Linked DNA regions of Rattus norvegicus: region 2 is linked to region 1. The links are chromatin contacts, called in public Hi-C maps. All regions are on one chromosome and are shown on one strand. The core of a region is the stretch at or near the end of the contact, and the rest is flanking DNA. Distances in the headings are between cores, read along the strand shown.

Region 1 (6,155 bases), core at 2,461-4,960:
CCCCTAAAGTTGCTTCCTGGTCCTGGTCCAAAATTGCCACCGCCACCTCGAGAATCTCCAAAACCAAAGTTTCCTAGGACATTATATTCTGATTAGTAGCAATAATGCAGACAAATAATCACATACACACACACACACACATATACACAAATAGTTACCTCCTCTTCCACTCCTAGAACTTTGGACTTCCTGCATTTCTTGTCTAGACAATGCCTTTCTAACTTCTGCATTGTGACCATTTATGGTGTGATATTTCTGCACTGGAATAAAAACAATAATTTGTTAATGCCAACTAAGCAATTTTTAGTGAATGTACCCAGTATTTTTTTTATACAACCACACCTCACGTGCCTAGACACTTACAGACAATCTTATCCACAGGATCATGGTCATCAAAGGTAACAAAGCCAAAGCCTCTTTTTTTTCCAGACTGCCTATCAGTAATTATTTCAATAGTATCAATTTTTCCATATTCTTCAAAGTAATCTCTAAGGTGATGCTCCTCAGTATCTTCCTTAATTCCACCAACGAACAGTTTCTTCACAGTCACATGGGCTCCTGGTTTCCCAGACTCCTACAATAAATACAAAGTTAAATTCTGACAGAAAAAACCTTGACTACATCTTACATGTCCATCTTAAGACAAATTCTCCAGATGTTACAATAGGTTTAAAGAGGTTTGTATTGAGAAACATGTACAAAAAATGCACAGTATAAAAAGAAATGAGATCAATGTGCTTAGGTTTTCCTTACCTCTCTTGCCACAGCACGTTTTGGCTCAACCACCCTGCCATCAATGGAATGAGGCCTTGCAGCCATGGCAGCATCAACCTCAGCCATAGATGAGAAAGTTACAAAGCCAAATCCTCTTGATCTTTTGCTTGCAGGATCCCGCATAACCTTTAAATTCAGAAGATAATTCATCGTATTAGGAACTAAAAATATCAAGTAGAATGTTTTAACACTGATTTTATTCCATATACTATTCACTCAAAAAAAAAAAAAAACAAAAAACAAATCAAACCAGACTTTCAGAGTTAACGTACCACACAGTCTGTGAGCTTTCCCCATTGCTCGTAGTAGTTTCTCAAACTTTCTTCTGTGGTTTCAAAGCTTAAGCCACCAATAAAGAGCTTACGGAACTGTTCCTTTTCTCTCTGCAAAGGAAAACACCATTTCAATTTTTATTTACATTTTCTCTTTGTATGCAGGAAATTAAATTCTTAAATATGAGGTGACCTGCTGGCAGAGTACCTTTTTCCTCTCCAAAGGAACAGTTTCTAAAGTTTTCTGGGGGGAAAAAAAAAACTTACATCAAATTTAAACCATATGTTAAACTGCATTAGTTGTGTTACACCAAAAATTGTCTGAGCTGAGCTATACAAGTTTCAAAGTCACTAACACTTGGTCTAACTTTTAATTCACATAAATTTTTCTTCACAAAAAAAAATTTTTTTTCAGAAAAACCATGCCCAACTCTGAAGTCATTTAAAGGGTATTAAAGAATTCTTTTGAAATTCATTAAATCCTACAACCCAAGCACAGAGTAAATTATTTTTAAATAAAAAAAAAAAAAAGGCCCTCACTAATGTTTCTAAAACCACCACTTCCAAACACTTCCAAGACTGAGTTTCGGCAAAGTGGCATATTTGCTTTTCCTTATACTGCCCCCTCTGGTGTAAATTTTGACTACCTCAAGAGAAAAAATCCTGCAACTCTGAAACAAGCTCCATGAAGAACTCTGAGACTCCAGATGTATCACCTTAAATCTGTGATTTTTGTCTTGTTATCATCAAAAACCAAGATGTTAACAAACTAGGACATACTCTCCAGAACCTATTATGATTGCACAAAAAAATGAAAAAGCAAAAAAAAAAAAAATCACAAAAAATTCCGTATTGTTCAGCCCAAATCTATTAATTTCTCTAAAATATGCTTAAAAAGCCAATGTTTACTACATTTTTGTGTTCTAAATTTTAATAGAAATGAACAAAATTGTTTTTTTAAATAGTCAAATAACTACATTTCAATCGGTTTCCAAATGGAGTTTTGAGACAATTCTACAAAAATGTCAGTAAATACGTTTTCCTTAATCTAAATCACGAGTATTAAATACACGCAGTTTTCATATCACTAACAAAAAGCAAAAGCTCATTACTTACCTCGTAGATTTTTCCAAACTTACCAGACGTCCACTATCGATTATAAACAAGGTTATTTTTTTAAATGTGCTTGGCGTCAAAGAAAATAACCAAGTAGACCCCTTACAACTCAAACTTAAAAGCTTATCAATGTAACGATCCATCATGATTACAAACAAAAATAAAAAAATCGAATGACCAAGTTCAAATATATTGTGATCTCGAAGTAAGCTTTATAGAGCTAGCACATGGATTATTGTTCGCTGAGCCATGCTGAGTGAAGGCTACGAAAAGTCAGTTATTTCACTTCCTAATTGTGGCCACGTGTTAAGGATCCGTTTATTTTACCAACAAACACTAAGATTTCCTTAAAAAAAATGCTCATAATACGAATAATTCCATACAGGAGGATCCTTTCGGGTGATAAAAGTATCCTGCAATAAAATAAAAATCACCCTCCGCTCAAGATAGCGTAAACTCCCTAGGGTCTAAGATGAGCGCTCCGATTTTCCACTTTGATTTTCCTACTACTGTTCAAGCGGCTCACCCCGCCACTCGCAATCTTACACTAACTAGGAAAAAAATAAAACGTTCCTTTGCAGCAAGGCAGCCTTCAACTAACTACCCGCCCAGGGTTTGGTTGTACTACGTTATCTTTGGCCTGTTCCAGCGCCGCCGCCACCCCCACCCCGCTCTTCTATGTGGCTTCAGAACGCAATGGCGCCATTTCATCGAGGGGAAGGCAGCCTTTAGCGATGTGCGCAGGACTCTTTAAGATCCAAGCCCAAAACACTTAAATCCACCTCGAAACGCTATGAAATCATCACAAAACGATGGAAAAATCCCTAGGCATGTCTACGCAGACGAAAAAGAGAAAAGCAAACTAGTAACCCAAAGTGTTGAAAGCAAAATCGCAGCGAGGAAGGAGATGGGAAAATGGCGGACGCCAAATCCGGTTCCCGGGAGGGGGGAGGGGAAGCTTCGCAGAATCACTCCGGGGACCAGGGGGCCCCCGAAACGTTCCGCCACGAACATAACCGGATCCTTAGGCCGCGCACATCGAGAAGAGAAAGCGATGGCCCTCTCCTGCGCTCCTTTAGCGGTCCAGCCGCGTCGCGGCGGCCACGTCCCATCCCCCACCCCAGCAAAGGGAAATGGCGCCCGGCGGCTGAGGGCGGGGAAGGCGCTCGGACAATCGGGCCTCCGACAACGACGCCTCAGAAACTCGCCAAGGCCAACGGCCACTCGAGTGGCCGTATTCCCTCTGCCGGACCACGGAGGCGGGTGTCCGGTTTCCATTGCGGTGCCTCCGGCCTCACCATGCCCTTTCTAATAACTCATTGATTTCAAACCCGTTACCTCCATCGCGGACTCAGTCGCTTCAGCTCGATTTCCCGCAGCCGAGCGAGAAGAGAAAGACCTCCGCGGACGGACACGCACGGGACTCGTCCTGACGCTGTGGTGAGAGCAGCCGATGGCCAAGAAACTGCGCCGCACGGAGCACCTGCACACGGGACCGGCGCCGCTGCTACTGCCGCTGGAGCCGAGACCGCCGCTTTTCTAGAACCTTCCCCCACTAACGCGTCTCCGCTTACGTCAGGCCGTTACGCAAACGTCCTAACCGCCGCCAATGGCGGGAAGGGCCTACACTCTCCTTACGCCAAGTACGTGCTCCTCCCCCTTTAGGTATAGCGGGACTGGTTTACATGACTTGCGCAACTGGCTTCAGTGAATTGCGGAAGGCTCGTGCTCAGCGTGTTACTACGTCCGGAACTAGGTCCGGCCCCCACCTCCGCGTAGGGAGCCGAGAAACGGTCGCGCAGTTTGAAATTAACGCCGTCGGGAGGGGCTTAGGCTGGAGCTCTGGCGTGCGGCCCTCTCCACCAAAGCGCCCCCTCTGCAGCTACGCCTTTGCCAATCCTGTCTCCGGGTTTTCGAGCCACACAAATAGTTCTACCTGTCCCAAGGGGGCTCCTCACTCGGTCCCTCCCAGAAGGACTTGTAGTCCAAGTACAATCCCCAATGCCAAAAGCCTTGGGAGCCCGCGCCCAGTAAGAGGTGGTGCTTAAAGAACCCGGCTGTTGAGCTCCCCGGCCCTCGAGCTCCGGGTGAGGTGGGCGGAGCCCTGCTTTGGCGCGCTTTGAGACTGAGAAGCCTCCGCCGTCCTGCCTGCCTTCCCCCACCCTCGGGAGACCCCCGGGCGCCACGCAGCGAACGGTGAGCGGCGCGCGCGCCGCCCCCCGCAGGACGCGTTCCCGGCGGGCCCCGCGCGGCCAGGGCGTGGGCGGTGCCTCCCCCTCCCCCCCAGCGGAGCTGCCCGCGCCCCCTCCCCTCGGATGTGGCTGAGCTGAAGCGCGCAGGCGGGAGACTCTGCAGGATCCGCGGCCCTGAGCATCTGAGCGGTGAAGTCCGAGGCTTGCTTTCTATCTTGCGCGTGGTGGGGGTTAGGATGCTCTGTGCGCCCGAGCTTGCGGGGAGCCTGCGGGCCCCAAGCTCCGCCGTGGGCCGCGGGCAGGGGGGAGGCTGGCTCGGGCCTTGCTGAGGCGCCGCTCTGGTGAATGGGGAGATGGTACAATCGTGCACGAGGGTGGGAGCCGGATGACAGCTGCCTTGACTCCAGACAAAGCGCGGCCCTCCCCTCCCCCAGCCTCGCCGCGGGCCCACAGGGAGAGCAGTGCAGGCTCTGCAGCTGCGAGGCCTGAGGCCCCGGGCTTCGGCGCGCTCCCGGCTACGTGGCCGCCGCCGCCGGATGGGGGAGGCGCGGGCCCGTGGCGCAGTGCCCTTGAGCCCCCGCCGCCGCCGCCTTTGTTTCTCCCCGCGGAGGCGCTGACCACGAGGCCCGCTCTCTCGAATGGGGGACGGGCTACCCAGCTTGGTCTCTCGACGCGGGAATGGAGCTCGGAAGGGGCCCTCCTCGAAGGAGAACGGGCGTGAAGGAGGTCGATTTCTTCGGTTCTTATCAGAACAGTACTTGAGGCAGGAGGATTGCCAATCTGGACTAGAGATAGTGATTACCGTCGCCGCCCCCCCACACACACACCCGGAGAAAGAAAAAGGCTAGGAAATAGGACTGAGACATCTTAATGTGTTCCTTTTACATCGTGATTGAAGAGGGAGGGCTTCTGAAAAAATAAGGATGGAATTATATGAGCTCCTTGGAGTATTTAGAAATCTAAAGAAAAAAAAGTTGTATGGTTATTAACCGACAAAAGGTAAATAATAATAGTAACTGTTTTGGAAACAGAAGATTGCCTTTCATTCAAAATAAAAATTGAAATTGTAAAAATTCTATTTGAACTGAAAAAGTAATTCTCACCAACTAAAGTCTGAGGTACCAGTGTTCCTAGTAAGATTATTTTTACTAACCTCTAAAGCACTGACATACTGAAGTTATTAGTTACATACTGATAACACAGGAACTCAGAACTGTTTCCTTGCATTTTTACCCGAGATTCACAAGTTGAAAGCCACACAAAACTTGTAGTTGCCTTTTGTGTGTCATGAAAATTTAACCGTCCTACATTTTTTTTTCTTGCAATAGCTCTTCAAGTCTCCGATTAAATTTTAAAAATGGCCTCCAATAAAACTACATTGGTAAGTTTGTGAAAACCTAAAACATAATACTCTTAACTGAAGGGGGTTTTTTTTGTATAAAAATTAAAAGCTAAGAAAACATGTGGTGGTGGATCTCTTTGAATTTGAGGCCAGCCTGGTCTGCTGGTCTGCAGTGTGAGTTCCAGAACAGTCAGAGCTACACAGAAAAACCCTGTCTGGGGGTGTGGTTGGGGGAATTATAACCCGTGCAGGACTTGGTTGTGCATTCCTTAATCCCGTCATAACTGGGTGAATTGCTGTGATTTAAAAGGCAGCCTATTGAGTCCAGGTACTTATCAGCACTCAAAACTGAGTTTGTTAGGATAAAATAAGGCTTCCCTTAAGAACGGCCACGATGCACCTTTTAAAACAGTGTTGTACAGCTTTTGCTGGATGTTTTTGTTTTTGAGGTAATAATGC
Region 2 (6,155 bases), core at 1,514-4,013, 120 kb after region 1:
ACACTACTTTTGAGGGACAGTGAAACAGTTATTTCTTTTTTCTCTTCTTTTTTTAAAGGTTTGTTTATTTTTTTGTATAAGAGTGCAATGTAGCTGTCTTCAGACGCACCAGAAGAGGGCGTCAGATCCCATTACAGATGGTTGTGAGCCACCATGTGGTTGCTGGGAATTGAACTCCAGACCTTTGGAGGAGCAGTCAGTGCTCTAACCACTGAGCCATCTCTCCAGCCCCTATGATTTTTTTTTTTTTTTTTTTTTAATTAGAAGAGAGAACTTTTAGGTCAAAGAAAGGCCCATAAAAGCCAGAGTGGTGCCTTATGAGTGCAGGGTTGGGAGGCTTGGATGGGGTCATGGTCTTCTGAAGACCGCGGTCTTTCCTCTCTTCCCAATCTATTTATTTGATGAGATTGGATGTGGTCAGGGTGAACCCTAACTCCTTCTTCGTTACTCTCTTTCCCTCCCTCATTCCCTGCTCCTCCCCCTCCCTACTGGCCAAGCAAACAGATTTATTTATTTATTTGTATTGTTTCGTTTTTCAGGATGGGGTTTCTCTGTGTAGCCCTGGCTCTCCTGAAACTCTCTCTTTAGACCACGCTGACCTTGAACTCCCAGAGATCTGCCTGTGTCTGCTTCCCTAGAACCCTGAGGCCATGCAGTGAGACAGTCTCTAATGCAGGATCAGAGCCATTTTGTAAGACCCGGCTTGCTGGATGCAGTGACGGAAGCATGAACTACTTTTCCGCTTTTGAAAAGCGTCTTATGGACTGAGGCAAACCTTGTTTATTATTGGGACAGCAGCACAGACGTCTGTCCAAACCCATGGCCTGCCTTCCTCTTCTGTTTTGAATCTTTAAAAAAAAAATTAAAACTCTTTATGTGTGTAGGTGTTCTTTCTGCATGTACGTCCATGCACCACATGCACGCTGTGCCCAGGCAGCCCAGACGACGGGGTCAAATCCCCTAGGAACCACAGTTACCATGTGGGTGCTGGGAACAGAGTCCTTGGTCCTCAGGAAGAGCAACAAGTGCTCCCTCCAACTCCTTCCTTCCATTCTTACTATCTCTAAAAACAAACACAATTTTCTTTTATGTGTGTCTACTTACTGACTTATTTTGTCGTTTTGACTTGGCTCTGTGGCTGAGCCTGGTCTGCCATTTATGGCCCCCTCCCGCCTCTGCCTCCAGGTGCTGGGGTTGCAGGTGTGTCCTGTGGCTCTGCTTTAGAAAACTTCCCTTTTAGTCATCATGAAAGGGGAAACAAATGACTTGGTGTATAGAAAATGTATTTAAAGATCATGGGAGAGGGCTGGAGAGATGGCTCGGTGGTTAAGAGCGTGGGCTTCTCTTCCAGAGGTCCTGAGTTCAATTCCCAGCACCCGCATGGTGGCTCATGACCATCTGTAATGGGATCTATCCGATGCCCTCTTCTGAAGACAGCTACGGTGGCTCAGCTCATAGACACAAAATAGATAAATAAATAATTTTAACAATCGCGGGAGAGGGTGTGTGTCTTCCTGTTAAGTTACTGTGGCCCATTCTCAGGGGAGCCTCTTTATTTGTGACCCAGAAAGCAATTTGCTAGACAGACCATGGATACTTGAGGTGGTCTTAGCTGATGCACTGAGAAGCTGAGACAATGGCAACTTGTTTTTCACGATTGGGTATTGAGGGCCAGTATGAAAATGTATCTTCTCCATGGTTTTCAGATACCCCAGCACCGTCCCTAAGCACTCTCGGCTCAGTTTTGCATTATTTAAAGGTTTCCACTGTGGCCGTATGTTCTGGACTCTGGTGACACCTGATTCATGGTCTCTACTTCCTTCTTGCCGAGGGCGGGCGAGCACGCTGGCTGGCGCTTCCAGTTCTGCCCTGCCAGCTCCTGCCAGCCCTCCCCACAGTCCTGACGCTGCTCTTTCTTCCCAATGCCCTTACAGGAGTTCGTGAGTGTCTGGGTCCGAGACCCCAGGATTCAGAAGGAGGACTTTTGGCATTCTTACATCGACTATGAGATATGTATTCACGTGAGTATAGCCGGTAGGAAACAGGTTGTAGGCGGCGAACATTCTATGTGACAGAATGCTACTGAGAACCGAAAAACCTTAATACAGAGAACTGAGCCGGATGATTGTGGCGAAGTCTGTATCACAAATGAAGCAGGGAGTTGAGGAGTTGCTTCTTTGAAGCTCATATTGTACTTGTTTAAGATATTAATATTTCAATATTTATTAGCTTTACTTATAAAGATGTGACTACTTTAAAAATGAATGGTTAAAGAGCATGCCTTAGCAATGGTATTTCCTTGTGATATTATATTTTTAAAATGTTTGTTTATGAGTGCTCTATCTGCATGTACACCTGCATGCCAGATCTGATTACAGATGGGTGTGAGCCACCATGTGGTTTCTGGGAATTGAACTCAGGATCTCGGGAAGAGCAGCCAGTGCTCCTAACCACTGAGCCATCCTTCTACCCCATGATATTATATTTCAAGATAATATATTATTTGGTAAACCTTAAATTTTGAGGGAACATTGAATTTTGGGGGAAAGAGATACAGTATTAACCACTGTAGGTGAATACACGGTAGTCGGTTTTATGATAGCATCTTTATTCACATGTGCCTTCATACTGAACAAGGTCGGCAGCCTGTCCTGCATGGGGCCACGTGAAAATATCCCGAGGCAGCTCTGCTGTTGCTCCTGCTCCTGCTGCCGCCGTAGAGCACGGGCAGCAGGGAGTTCGTAAAGGGACGCCTATATTTGTTCCCCTAGAACTCCTGGAAAAGGCAGGAGGCAGAGCAGACTGGCCCCAGACACTGACTTGCTGGCCCCTGGCCTTGACGATACATGCGTTCTTGTCTCACCAGGGCAGTCTGATGTGCCTGGGACTGTGTCTAACACAAGCATCTGATGTGTCTGGTGCACATGAGGTAACACGTAGCCCATCCCTCAGTGCCATCTGCATGCTGGAAGTCTGAGCACCACTGTAAAACCTTTTCCTCCCAGAGTTCCCAGTTTAGAAAATAAGCGAGTTATAAAACTCTGAACTGCCCCACCCCGTTTTCCTCTTTTTGCGATCATTTTCTAAGCCATTGATGTTCTTATTTTGCTTTTGTTTTACCCAAAAGCTCAAGCCAAAGATGCATTCTGTGTGCAAAGTTATGAGCACGTAAGAATAGGCGTGTGGGCTGGGGAGACGGCTCAGCAGTCACGCGCTGGCTTTTGCGGAGGACATGGGCGTTCAGGTCCCAGCACCCACATGGCAGCTCACAGCAGCTGGAGCTCCGGTCCCAAGGGATCAGTCTCTCTTCTGACATGCCCAGGCTTCTGCAGGCACACTCAGGAGCACACACACACACACTCTGGAGCACACACACACACACACTCAGGAGCACACACACACACACTCAGGAGCACACACACACACTCAGGAGCACACACACACACTCAGGAGCACACACACACACACTCAGGAGCACACACACACACTCAGGAGCACACACAAACACACACTCAGGAGCACACACACTCAGGAGCACACACACACTCAGGAGCACACACATACACACTCAGGAGCACGCACACACACTCAGGAGCACACACACACTCAGGAGCACACACACACTCAGGAGCACACACACACACACTCAGGAGCACACACACACACACTCAGGAGCACACACACACACACTCAGGAGCACACACACACACTCAGGAGCACACACACACTCAGGAGCACACACACACTCAGGAGCACACACACACTCAGGAGCACACACACACACACTCAGGAGCACACACACATTCAGGAGCACACACACACACTCAGGAGCACACACACACTCAGGAGCACACACATACTCAGGAGCACACACACACTCAGGAGCACACACACACACTCAGGAGCACACACACACTCTCAGGAGCACACACACACTCAGGAGCACACACACACACTCAGGAGCACACACACACTCAGGAGCACACACACACATACACTCAGGAGCACACACACACTCAGGAGCACACACACACACACTCAGGAGCACACACACACTCAGGAGCACACACACACACTCAGGAGCACACACACACTCAGGAGCACACACATACTCAGGAGCACACACACACTCAGGAGCACACACACACACTCAGGAGCACACACACACACTCAGGAGCACACACACTCTCAGGAGCACACACACACTCAGGAGCACACACACACACTCAGGAGCACACACACACTCAGGAGCACACACACACACTCAGGAGCACACACACACTCAGGAGCACACACACACACACTCAGGAGCACACACACACACTCAGGAGCACACATACACTCTCAGGAGCACACACACACACTCAGGAGCACACACACACTCTCAGGAGCACACACACACACTCAGGAGCACACACACACTCAGGAGCACACACACACACTCAGGAGCACACACACACACTCAGGAGCACACACACACTCTCAGGAGCACACACATACACTCAGGAGCACACACACACTCAGGAGCACACACACACTCAGGAGCACACACACACACACTCAGGAGCACACACACACTCAGGAGCACACACACACACTCAGGAACACACACACACTCTCAGGAGCACACACACACTCAGGAGCACACACACACTCAGGAACACACACACACTCAGGAGCACACACACACTCAGGAGCACATACACACACTCAGGAGCACATACACACACACTCAGGAGCACACACACACACTCAGGAGCACACACACACACTAAGGAGCACACACACACACTCAGGAGCACACACACACTCAGGAGCACACACACACTCAGGAGCACACACACACTCAGGAGCACACACACACACTCAGGAGCACACACACTCTCAGGAGCACACACACACTCAGGAGCACACACACACTCTCAGGAGCACACACACACACACTCAGGAGCACACACACACTCAGGAGCACACACACACTCTCAGGAGCACACACACACACACTCAGGAGCACACACATACACACACACTCAGGAGCACACACACACTCAGGAGCACACACATACACACACACTCAGGAGCACACACACACTCAGGAGCACACACACACTCAGGAGCACATACACACACTCAGGAGCACATACACACACACTCAGGAGCACACACACACTCAGGAGCACACACACACACTAAGGAGCACACACACACACTCAGGAGCACACACACACTCAGGAGCACACACACACTCAGGAGCACACACACACTCAGGAGCACACACACACACACTCAGGAGCACACACACACTCAGGAGCACACACACACACTCAGGAGCACACACACACTCAGGAGCACACACATACTCAGGAGCACACACACACTCAGGAGCACACACACACACTCAGGAGCACACACACACACTCAGGAGCACACACACACTCTCAGGAGCACACACACTCAGGAGCACACACACACTCAGGAGCACACACACACTCAGGAGCACACACACATACACTCAGGAGCACACACACACTCAGGAGCACACACACACACTCAGGAGCACACACACACACTCAGGAGCACACATACACTCTCAGGAGCACACACACACACTCAGGAGCACACACACACTCTCAGGAGCACACACACACACTCAGGAGCACACACACACTCAGGAGCACACACACACACTCAGGAGCACACACACACACTCAGGAGCACACACACACTCTCAGGAGCACACACATACACTCAGGAGCACACACACACTCAGGAGCACACACACACTCAGGAGCACACACACACTCAGGAGCACACACACACTCAGGAGCACACACACACTCAGGAGCACACACACACACTCAGGAGCACACACACACACTCAGGAGCACACACACACACTCAGGAGCACACACACACTCAGGAGCACACACACACTCAGGAGCACACACACACTCTCAGGAGCACACACACACTCAGGAGCACACACACACTCAGGAGCACACACACACTCAGGAGCACACACACACACACTCAGGAACACACACACACTCAGGAACACACACACACTCTCAGGAGCACACACACACTCAGGAACACACACACACTCAGGAGCACACACACACTCAGGAACACACACACACTCAGGAGCACACACA

The links. Hi-C and Micro-C count contacts between places; a contact is called where the count stands out from the background.
Region 2: a Hi-C map of frontal cortex shows a contact between it and region 1, with 2.7 times the contacts expected there. The contact joins the enhancer-like site here to the promoter of Hnrnpa2b1 in region 1. A contact is called at or near these places in 2 of 12 Hi-C or Micro-C datasets (Schwann cells and frontal cortex).

The regions. Positions count from the first base shown.
Region 1 is chr4:81,872,176-81,878,330 of GRCr8, forward strand. It overlaps Hnrnpa2b1 (heterogeneous nuclear ribonucleoprotein A2/B1), which reads right to left and starts at 3,711. Exons shown (of 12, transcript NM_001104613.2): 1 at 3,501-3,711; 2 at 1,255-1,290; 3 at 1,047-1,157; 4 at 754-900; 5 at 364-574; 6 at 159-260; 7 at 1-73. The coding sequence starts at 3,506. It overlaps Cbx3 (chromobox 3), which reads left to right and starts at 4,504. Exons shown (of 6, transcript NM_001008313.2): 1 at 4,504-4,543; 2 at 5,683-5,735. The coding sequence starts at 5,712.
Region 2 is chr4:81,988,323-81,994,477 of GRCr8, forward strand. Snx10 (sorting nexin 10) reads left to right here. Exons shown (of 7, transcript NM_001013085.1): 3 at 1,935-2,021. The region is part of intron 1 of LOC120102272 (a long non-coding RNA gene); the gene reads right to left. Among named protein-coding and RNA genes, the nearest start is that of Snx10, 48 kb to the left of the region's middle. Within about 2 kb of position 2,764, at least 2 of the 93 cell types and tissues checked have an H3K27ac peak or open chromatin away from gene starts, as enhancers often do.